Linked DNA regions of Mus musculus: region 2 is linked to region 1. The links are chromatin contacts, called in public promoter capture Hi-C maps. All regions are on one chromosome and are shown on one strand. The core of a region is the stretch at or near the end of the contact, and the rest is flanking DNA. Distances in the headings are between cores, read along the strand shown.

Evidence for each region. Promoter capture Hi-C pulls out the DNA fragments that hold promoters and counts their contacts.
Region 2: a promoter capture Hi-C map of liver shows a contact between it and region 1, with 1.7 times the contacts expected there. The contact joins the enhancer-like site here to the promoter of Czib in region 1. A contact is called at or near these places in 3 of 39 promoter capture datasets (embryonic stem cells and liver), 4 of 484 Hi-C or Micro-C datasets (liver and nephron progenitors), 2 of 115 datasets of contacts at active chromatin or transcription factors (embryonic stem cells and fibro-adipogenic progenitors) and 3 of 9 other capture datasets (adipose tissue, liver and pancreatic islet).

What each region holds. Positions count from the first base shown.
Region 1 is chr4:107,886,400-107,891,479 of GRCm38.p6, forward strand. It overlaps Czib (CXXC motif containing zinc binding protein), which reads left to right and starts at 3,427. Exons shown (of 8, transcript NM_001347160.1): 1 at 3,427-3,497; 2 at 3,720-3,803; 3 at 5,066-5,080. The coding sequence starts at 3,492. Magoh (mago homolog, exon junction complex core component) reads left to right here. Exons shown (of 5, transcript NM_001282737.1): 5 at 778-1,025. The coding sequence ends at 877.
Region 2 is chr4:108,013,171-108,018,372 of GRCm38.p6, forward strand. Podn (podocan) reads right to left here. Exons shown (of 13, transcript NM_172874.4): 12 at 4,537-4,734; 13 at 1,623-2,525. The coding sequence ends at 4,563. It overlaps Slc1a7 (solute carrier family 1 (glutamate transporter), member 7), which reads left to right. Exons shown (of 11, transcript NM_146255.3): 11 at 1-359. Among named protein-coding and RNA genes, the nearest start is that of Podn, 16 kb to the right of the region's middle. Within about 2 kb of position 2,466, at least 27 of the 459 cell types and tissues checked have an H3K27ac peak or open chromatin away from gene starts, as enhancers often do. A contact at or near this core is called in adipose tissue and liver, where this site is marked.

The DNA of each region.
Region 1 (5,080 bases), core at 2,177-4,676:
TTCCGCTTGAATATTATAAACATGATTAAGTCGACCATAGGCCAAAAGGCAGAGCAATCAGTTGACAGAGAGTGAACATAGGAAAAAACTAGAGAGTAACAGGGAGTTGGGAGAGCTGAGAGGTGCAGGACGTAGAAGGGAGGGGCATCCAGTTTGAAGGAGGAGCTTCGGAGACGCTTCTAGGACATTGGTTGATGAGGAACGTCAGCTGGGCGCTTTCTCTGCCCCTCTGAGCTTTCACTCCAGTATCTGGCTCTTGGAGGCTTCATTGATAAAACCAAACAATTCAGATTTTGTTTTAAAGAAACAACATAGGAATCTCATGATTGAGCCATTCTGATGTGTGTATATATATAACAAGACCCAGCCTCAAAAACAAACAACTTTTAGCCCCCTCACCCTGTGTTGGGGTGGAGGTAGAACTCTTTGTTTAGGTTTGTGGTACTAGGAGTTGAACATAGAGCATCTATCCATCACTGACCTGGTTTCCAGCTCTATGTATAGTTTTGTTTTAAAAGCACAAGAGACAAAATCTGTTTTAGAAATCACAGTTTTTCCCCTAAACTTTATATATTTTCACAGTAAAAACAGCATGGCTTCCTAATATATCATTTTAGTAAGTGGCCCTTGTTAATGGACATGTGCTTCCTCAGGGTTTATTACTGTAAATATCTTTATAAGGAGCATTTTTATAGTAATCGGGGTTATTAATTTTTTTTTGGTATTTGCCAGTTTTCCTCTGCTTCTTAAACATTTTGGTTTTCTTTTGTGTTTTAGGGATCCGGAAGGCTTGCGAGTATTTTATTATCTTGTCCAGGACCTGAAGTGTTTAGTCTTCAGTCTGATTGGATTACACTTCAAGATTAAACCAATCTAGATATTGGATATTGTGGACACAAGGCGGGTGGGAGTTTTTAGTTACCATAATTAGGATTTTTTTTCTGTATATTGGGGCAATTTTTATAAACAATAAATGATGATCTTTAATAAATGCGATAACATCTTTTTTTGTTATTTTTCTAAACACCTGAATATGTGAATTCTCAGTCTGTAAGATACAAACATTCTGTGGGAGACTTGACAAAGCAAAGAAAAAAACAAACCTAAGCAACTAAGAACTGCCATTTACAGGAAATGATGGGGAAAGGTTTAAAAATTCAGTGAGGGCCAAGGAGATGGTTCTGGCAGGAAAAGCTTTAATGCATAAACTTGACCACTACCCACAGCCCTGGGACCTATGCTGGGCCTGGACTAAGCCACCCAGGAGCAGAAAGCGATCCTGTCTGAGCAAGGTGGAAGGCAAGAACTGACTCAGAACTTCCACCCCTTTGCTGTGCCATGGGTGTGCGCTAGCACACACACTGCTGAATATTTTTTTCAATACATTGAAGTTGAGAACCCCATTAGCAATATTCTAGGACAAGGTACCTGGGTTTTGTTTTGACCACGCCTCCCCTCCCTTTCCTGTCCAGGATGACTTTGAACTTGGGATCTGTCTCCCAAGTGCTGGGATTTTAGGCAGGTGCCACCACACATAGTTCAACCTGGATTTTTAAGTTTCAAGGGAAATGGAAACCCTGAAGATTTACAAGATGACTAATTGCTGGAGTTATAGCTCAGTAGTAAAACACCTGACTAGCATTCATAGCTTCTTGGGCATAAAATTTTATTGTGGTTGGGCATTTATTTTTTATTTATGTATATGGGTACATTGTAGCTATCTTCAGACACACCAGAAGAGGGCATCAGATCCCATTACAGATGGTTGTGAGCCACCATGTGGTTACTGGGAATTGAACTCATGACTTGTAGAAGAGCAGTCAGTGCTCTTAACCACTGAGCCATCTCTCCAGCCAATGGCTGGGCTTTTTAACATATCCTTTATTTCCGTATGAAGGAAAACTGTTCAATAGGTAGATTGGCAGGAACTTTCTCTTGCCATTACTTAAATTTCATGGCTTGCTGAAAATAGCTGATTAGATGGCATCAGAAGGAATGGGACTTGATAGGGTTCATTGGTCTGAAGGGACACGAGCCTAAATACATATCCTTAGAGACATTCCATTCTGAGACAAGGTCCCAAGCATCCTCAAGACTTTTCATACTCCGTTAGGGATATCATTAATATGTGACATGTCAGGATGCCAGACTTCTGAGACACTTAAAGACCAGTCTGGTGGTGTCCAACAGGCAGGGGGATGGCTCAGCGGTTAAGAGAACTTGCTGCTGTAGTAGATGACCTCATTTCTGTTCCTAACATCCATAGGGTGGCTCTATCAGTGTGTCACAGAGTGTTGCGGCCGGCTCACATGTCTGGGTTCTAGCCTGGGAGGCATCTTGGAATCTGGAAGAGAAGAGGGAGCTAGGCGGCGGGAGAGAGAATGGAACCAAGACAACTAGTCTGCTCAAGGTTCAATTTTACTATTCCCAGGCACTGGTTTATGAAGAAGGGGAAGGAACCCATTCCCGCCAAATCATCCTTGGAGTCCAGTTTCAGGTGACAACTTGATTAACTCCGGAACTGCTAGGCGGCAGGCAGTAGCAGTGGGAGTGGTAGAACGATAAGGTGGCAGGCTCCAACCCCCCCCCCCATGCTCTCTTCGTGCTATCAGTGAAACCTGTTCAGCCAGGTTTCAGGCTGAGGGGGGGGAGGGTACAAGAGGGTTATTTATGGTGCCCTCTTTTAGCCTTGGTGGGAGCTGCATGCATGTGGAGCACATACATACTACCTGCCAAAACCAAAATAAAATTTAAAAAGACTGGGCCATAAAAGTGGGAGCCAAGCATGGTGACACACGCCTTTAATCCCAGCATTCGAGAGGCAGAGGCAGGTGGATCTCTTTTGAGTTCGAGGCCAGCCAGGTCTACAAAGCGAGTCTAGGAGAGCCAGGGCTATAATTACACAGAGAAACCCTGTCTCTAAAAAATAAAAATGGGGCATGTTTTCGAATGTTGGTGCTCCCAGCTCCTGCAGTGTCGGTTAAATATATGACTAAGGTGGGGGAAAGTCAGCTCTGTTCAGGCATAGCTACCACGAGGACATGGACACAGGGCAACCCTGTGGGAAAAGTCGCAGCATCAAATCGTGTACATCCAGTGGGCAGTTTAGAGGGCGACTACCCATCATCTGGGAGGCTGCAGCGTAATCTGAGCCTCAGGACCACAGGTAGTGAGAAGTCGGATAGAGAACCGAGAGCCTAGAGAGGTCTGGCAGAGGTTTCCAGCCCGACTATCTTGCCTGCTCAGTGAAGGCACAGATTGAGAATCAGGAACCATCTCTGGCATTTGCGTTTACATCGGTTCCAGCAAACCTACCGAAAACAGCCGAGCCCGGCAGGTTAAGGAGGGACAAGCTAGAAAACGCCAGCCTACAGTACCACTCACTAACGCCCCGCTCCCCGCCCACCCGCACTGAGGCTGCGCGGCGACGCCGGCCTTTTACGACGGGTCGGAAAGCAGCTGTCGCAGCGACTTAACGTGGACCGGCAGCTATGGGGGTAAGGAGAGGCTAGTCGCCATTGGGGCATCCCGTCTGGTAGTAGCCCAGTGAGAGATGGGTCCGAGGCGGCGAGGGGCTCAGAGTGGCGAGCTCAGAGCAGGAGAGAATGGAAGGCGTGAGGCTCGGGTGGCGGGGCTTGAGTCGGGAGGGGCGGGGTGGGGCGTGGCACGCAGCTGAGCGGACGAGGCCTTGCACTCAGCGTGTCCCGCCCTCTTCTCAGAAAATCGCACTGCAGCTCAAAGCCACGCTGGAGAACGTCACGAACCTTCGGCCAGTGGGCGAGGACTTCCGGTGGTACCTGAAGGTGCGACGGAAGGCGGGTTCCTCTAGGGAAGGGAGGAGCATCCGGAGGCAGTGGGGCATCTTAGGGCTCAGGGCCCAGCCTTGATCACAGTGTTGAACTGGGAGCTTTTCTAAAAGTTCCACCGGGTCTGAGGTGCTTAACCAGGCATCTAAGTGAGATCTTCAGGATGGAATTTTAGATTTTATTTTTATTGATTAAACGTTAGTCTTATGTAATCTAGGCTGGCCTTGCGCTCTTTATGTAGCGAGGGATGACTTTGAACTCCTGATCTTCTTACTAGGATTACAGATGTTCGGCCTCCTCACACGGTGGAGTTTTGTGGTTTTATCCCTCTTCTGTTCTGGCGGGTATATCTGAATTTGGGGCCTCACGCTAGCACTCTCCTGATGTGAAATCCTTCCAGCTCTTAGTTTATAAACATACACGGAACAAAATATCATTTGAAGGGACCCTGTGCTTACTTAATATAGTGAATAAACCCACCTTGTTTTATTTGCTGGCTTTACTTATTGGGAAAGTTGGCCACCCTTTGACCTCACACAGTGCTAGTAAACTGGGTAGGTACCCTGCCCTAGAGGCCCAAACAGTGTGACACCCTTCATCGTCCCAGGCTGTGCTTTATTCTCCTAGTCTATCTCAGTGCCTCACATACCCAACCAAAGCCATAACTGATCACTCTTATTCCGCCACCCCCGCCCCAGCACTAGACAAGTGCAACACCATCGCACCCACAGCTCCTATTTCAAAATGTTTGGAGCAGGAGTTCCAGGGCCCATCTGAAGAACTTTGACTTGAAGAAACACAGAATAACAAAGGAGAGAGAAACAGAAACAAAATGACAACCCGTTAACCCCAGACTCAGGACCCCTAAGCACAGAACCAACCAGCAGAGTTGCTGGGGGCTTGAGACAACCTGGAGTCCCCAGCCAAATGGCACAGATTCTAGAGGAGGGCAGGGGTGCCAACATCAGAAACACCTTGTTCTTACTTGGAGATAAATCGGCTCATGTCCCTATTGGATGCTGTAAGAATCCCCTAGAAGATAGGATGGGTCTAGAGGCACTCACTTGTATCCCAGTACTTGGAAAGCAGAGGCAGGAAGATCTCAGGTTCAAACACATTTGGGCTACACAGTGAGAGTGCATCTAAGATAAATTAAGAGAAGGCAGTAGGCTATGAGCTGGCCTTACACCGTGCTTCCCCTTCCCCTGTGTCTAAGGAAGCTACCTGCTCAACTAATAATACTCTTTTCCTTCCCCAAGATGAAATGTGGCAAC
Region 2 (5,202 bases), core at 1,216-3,715, 130 kb after region 1:
CCAGCCCACAGCATGTGGTTTTAACTCAGTAAAGTCTGGTCCATCCCAGGTCTGAGACCTTCTGCCTTCACACGTTACAAGCCTGTCCGTTTCTGTCCACCAGACCTCTCATCTAATATGGAGACTGATGTCCACTAGGGCTGGGAAGCCGAGCAGGTACAGCCCAGTCAGCCTTCCATGAGATGGGTGGGCAAGGTCGGCCATAAAGAGAAAGACCCAGCTTGGGATGCTCCGGCCAAGGGACTAGCAGTACCTTGGGGTCAGAACTCTTTGTGTGGCAAAATGGAACAAGAGTCCCTAGTCCCTTCCATGTTTGCGATAATGTGATAAATAAAAGTCTGTTTTTTTTTCAAGACTTATGGATGTGACAGACTATGTGTTTTGCTTTGTGCTTTGAGACAGGGTAAGGTAAGGCAGGGCTTGCCTTGCTTAAAAATCAGCTTGGTCTGGGCCCTGGCCCTGAAATCAAACCTCAGAAAAGGAAGAAATCTCAATGGAAGGAAGCTGCCCTTGATTAACGGTTTGCCTTGGAGAAGGGCCTGGCCCAAAAAGCCTAAGGGAAAGAGATTGTACAATCTGTTCTAGGTGGGGTTGGAGGTGGGGGTGGGGGTAGGGTAAGGGGTATAACTCTGTGGTCTGGAGAGGTTGTATACCAGGCCCATGAGCACATGAGACCCAGGAAAGAGACAGGCTTCCCCAAGAGCTCACACCCTCACTTTTAAACCATATCTACCTTCCTCCCTCGAGTGTAAAGACTCCAGGAAGGGCCTCAGATCTAGGACACCCCCACCCCCACCCCCCTCCATGCTACCACTCTCTATGGTTCTATTATGGGTCCACATGGCTATCCTTCGTCAGTTGATTGCTGACCATCTGGGAAAGCTCAAACGTCCCACCAGTTACTTTCTCCTTCATGTGAATGGACTTTATTTGACCTTCCCTGAGACCCCTAAGGAATCGAGTTGTTTGCCCCTGCTAGCCACAGGCAGGATTCTATAGTTTGGTGAACTTGACAGATGCCCACACATCTCTGGGGCAGAGAGATCCCTCGGCCATTTAGATCCACATCACTGCTAGGTTCAACTTCCCTACAGCTTTCAGTCCAACCCCAGCTCTCTCTCACTGGGGTGGCATAGTGGCTGTGCCCCTCACCTTGTCCCTGGGAATACCTAAAAAGACCTTGTCCCCAAATCAGCTCTGAAGGAGCCCTCAGACCCACCTTCTGCCACCTCTCTGTTTGGACAGCACAAACCACCCGGTAACATTAGTAACAGTACCTCCATGCAAAGGTGACTTTCCAGGTGGGTTCTAAATAGCCCAGGGCCCATGGGTCATCTGTTTGGAGGTTCAGCTTGGGGGAGGGGTCACAGGGGGAATGTGCAGGCCTGCATAGCAGTCCAACATTAAAGGCAGATGTCCACCCAGAAGTATATTACGCACCAGGCCTTCCTGCCTTGCTACTATGCCCCACCCCTCCTCTGTCTGTGCCACTCCCGTGGAGCCCCTCAGTCCTGGTGCTGGCCCTCCTTCCTCTGGTCAGGGGTGCTGCTTGCTGGATCTTGCCCACCCTGAGCAGATGCCAGCCCATTGCCTGGAGGGAAGCACACACAGACACAGCATGGTTGCAAGGGCAGGGATAATACTTTATATTAGTTTTTCTGTAACAGGAAAAAAATCAGCTTTGAGATTTTTATCTTCATATATATTTTTTTTTCTCCTTAAACAAAACCAAAGGTACCCAGAACTTCCCTGCAGAACTGAAGACCAACGCAGCTGCCACCACCCCACCCCACCCCCACCACGCACTGCTGCCTCTTTCTCTTCCAAGCCTTCTTGAGGCTGTTCTCTGAAAGTGCCTGTGACCTGCCAGGGCACAACAAAAAGGGACTCCCAGCAGTAGGAGTGCCCAGCACCTGGGGGGAGGAGGTGAGGCTGTGGTCGAAGGCAGAAGGTTCAAGTCCCCATAGGGAAGGCACAAAACAAAAGCCAGCTTTTGCGTCTCAAAGAGTGAAAAGCACCCGGCCACAGAGCAAGGAGACAACCCTGCGTCTCCAAGGGAGGGACCAGAGGACAAGGCACATGGCCAACTGTTTCCAACCAGAGCTGTCTGGAAGCAAGAGCTTTTGGTAGCATAGGTCACTCTGTGTAAGTGAATAGGGGAGAGGGTAGCTGCCTGAGTCTACCAGGCCAGTGTGGACTCAGAGGTGAGGGTGTGTGTGTGTGTGTGTGTGTGTGTGTGTGTGTGTGTGTGTGTGTGTGTGTGTCAGTGTGAGATTGTGCAGAGAGCCAGTTTGGAAGGTCATATGCAGCTGGCTATCTACGTGGCCAAACTGGGGGCGTGGTGGTGAAGTGGTATCTGCACGTGTCTGACTGTGTGACACATTGCTGGAAGGGGTGGGACACGAGACTGTGTTCAGCCCGTGTGACTTTCGGGTGCCTCTTGGGCTCAGCGTTGGGTGTGTCAGAAGGGGGCGCTCATGGGGCACAGGCCTGGGCTGCAGAAAGGAGTCCGGTAGTCCATCGTCCTGTGGAACATGTTGGAGAGTCAGGACTAGCTACAACCAGCCATTGGTGAAGTGGATCAAAGTAAGGGGGTGTCAGAAGCCAGGCTGCTGTGAGTGGGAAGAAGGAGGAGCCCCTGGGAGTGTAGAACCAGGAGGTTCCCAGCTCTGAATCCAGAGCTCCCTGGGGCTTCTTCCAGCAGTCCATTCAGTTGACTTAACCATGGCCAACATTCCACAAAGCGGGAAGCTTCTCCCTCACCCCAGAACTCCACAGTCCTTTTCATGAGAACCAGCAGTCCTCATGCGATAGCAATCACCCTTTCCTGCCGACCCCTGGCTTTTAAGGACTGTGCCTCAGGACAGAGACTCTACCTCGACGGCTGGCCTTGGAGTCAGGTTTGCCCCTCCAGGCTCACAGCCCTGTCACAAATCCTGCTCTCATGAGTGGACACCCTGTCTCCATCATCCGTCCACATAGCTGTCACTATATATCAACAACCCCCCTCCCCCCACTACCAGCTCCCCTCTGTTCCATGTTCTACTTCAAGTCAATATCCTCACTGTGGCCATGGCCACACCCTGGCCTCATAGTTCCCAGCACATTCCCTGAAGTCCTACCTAACCTTAGCCCTTCCGATCACTGCTCTCTGCCTGGACACTTGCTATCACCTCCCAGGTTTCAGCTTCCTCCCCATGCCTCTGCTACCAATATGTCCATCTGCCCCTCCTTCTTACCAAGCCTAGTGCCACAACCTGAACAAAAAGCCAGCCATAAGGAATCCAATTCTGTGCCATGGATAGAAAGCCAAGGTCCTCGGGCTGATGGGATTTGGGACCCAACCATCAAGCCTGACTGTGACGGCAGCCACTCAGTTCCCTGGCCCTCCTTCCACACTGGGACAGTTACCAACCTCCTGCAATCCTTCCAGCAGCCCTCATACCCATGCTGCTCAATGCACTACCCTCCCTCCACAGCATATCCCATGAGCATCCTTGCCACCAGTGCCAAAAGGAGTGCCAAACAGTTTTACCTGAGTTTTACGTGGCCTCCCCTTGGCTACTGCACTCCCTGCCTTCCCAGTCATCCTCTCCACCCCCACCTCTCCCTCAGTTGCTCCCTATGACGTCACAAGCATTCCATGTAGACACATTCAGTTATGGACAGCAGTACCCACCTCCAGACTCTGAGTACTGAAGCAGTTTTAGTCCCCTACCCCCTACATCTAGAGAAGTCCATGAATGTATTAAGTGTGTGTGTGAGTGTGGTCATATGTAAGCCTGTGTGAATAGGTACCCAGACACACCTCCATGCATATATCCATAGGCACATGTGTGCACACAGATATGGGCCTATGATTGTGTCTTGGACTAAAGTATGTATATATGTACACATGTGTAGATGCTTGTGTTACATGTATGTGTATGTATTAACTACCTATGGCTGTCCCCTCCCTCCCTGCCCTAGACAAGCTCTTCTAGCCCCTCAGTATCTAGCCCTATCTCAAGGCCTACAGTGATGAGATTCCCATCTCCAGCCCAGGCCTTTCCTCTGAGCCCCAGACTTAGGAGTCTCTGTACCCCAGAGTATCTCCCAGCACAGTACTCATCTCCCTGAGCTAGAGTAAATGCCTTAGCACAAACTGGCTTCTGTGGGCAAGCAGACACACACACATACACACACACACACACACACACACACACACACATACACACACATACACACACACATACACGCATACACACATACATGTACACATAGATACATACACCTACGCATACATACACACATATACACACATACACACACATACAAACACACATACACATATACACACATACATACACATACAAACACACACACACACACACACACACCTCACATGGTGCAATCCTGCATGCAAACGAAATGACAGGTTTTCAAAATGAAGGGATAGAACAGAGACAGGGTGAAGTTGACACACAGAAAGCCAAGGCAGGTCAGGGACAGCAGGGAGTGGTGAGAGGTGCCTTCACACCCGCACAGACCACCCACCTGGGTTTCATCCATGTCACTTTGTCCTATCTAGTTTCCTCTTCCTCATCTTCCTCTTCCTCCTCTTCTTCCTCTTCCTCATCTTTGTCCTTGGAACCATTACCAAACTCAAAGTTGCCTTCAATGTCCAAGACCTGCAGGTGTTTCAGCCTCCGGAAGGCGCTTTCCACCACGGAGCCCACAGCCAGCTTGTTGAACCTGAGTGGTGGTCCATGGGTCAGCGGCAGGAGGCCTGGCTGATGCCCTCACACCTACCCAGCTCAGAGGGGAAAGGGGGGAGGGGTGGTATTTGGGAGTGCTACAGCAAGTTTTGAAGGGGGTGCGTGAAGAAGCACAGTACACCCCTGACAAAGAGATCTGTCAGGACACCGTTAGCTTGGAGGAAGGGGGTGGCAAAGGCAAGGAATGTCTCCTTCTATGCATAGTCACTTCATGTGCAGAGAGATGCCTCTGCTGCCCTTCCCCACTAACCTCAAGATCTGACTGGCACACAGGCAAGGCCTGGCTGAGCTGTAAGGAACGTACTCAGCCCAACACTGAAGGCCGGGTCATACCACCCAGTGTCACCACCCTGGGCCTGTCTTCTATTCTGTCTTCTCTCTGATTTGAGTGGGTCGAGTTGGAATGGGGGGTGGGGGAGCATCTGAGAAGAAGCCAGAGTCTGTG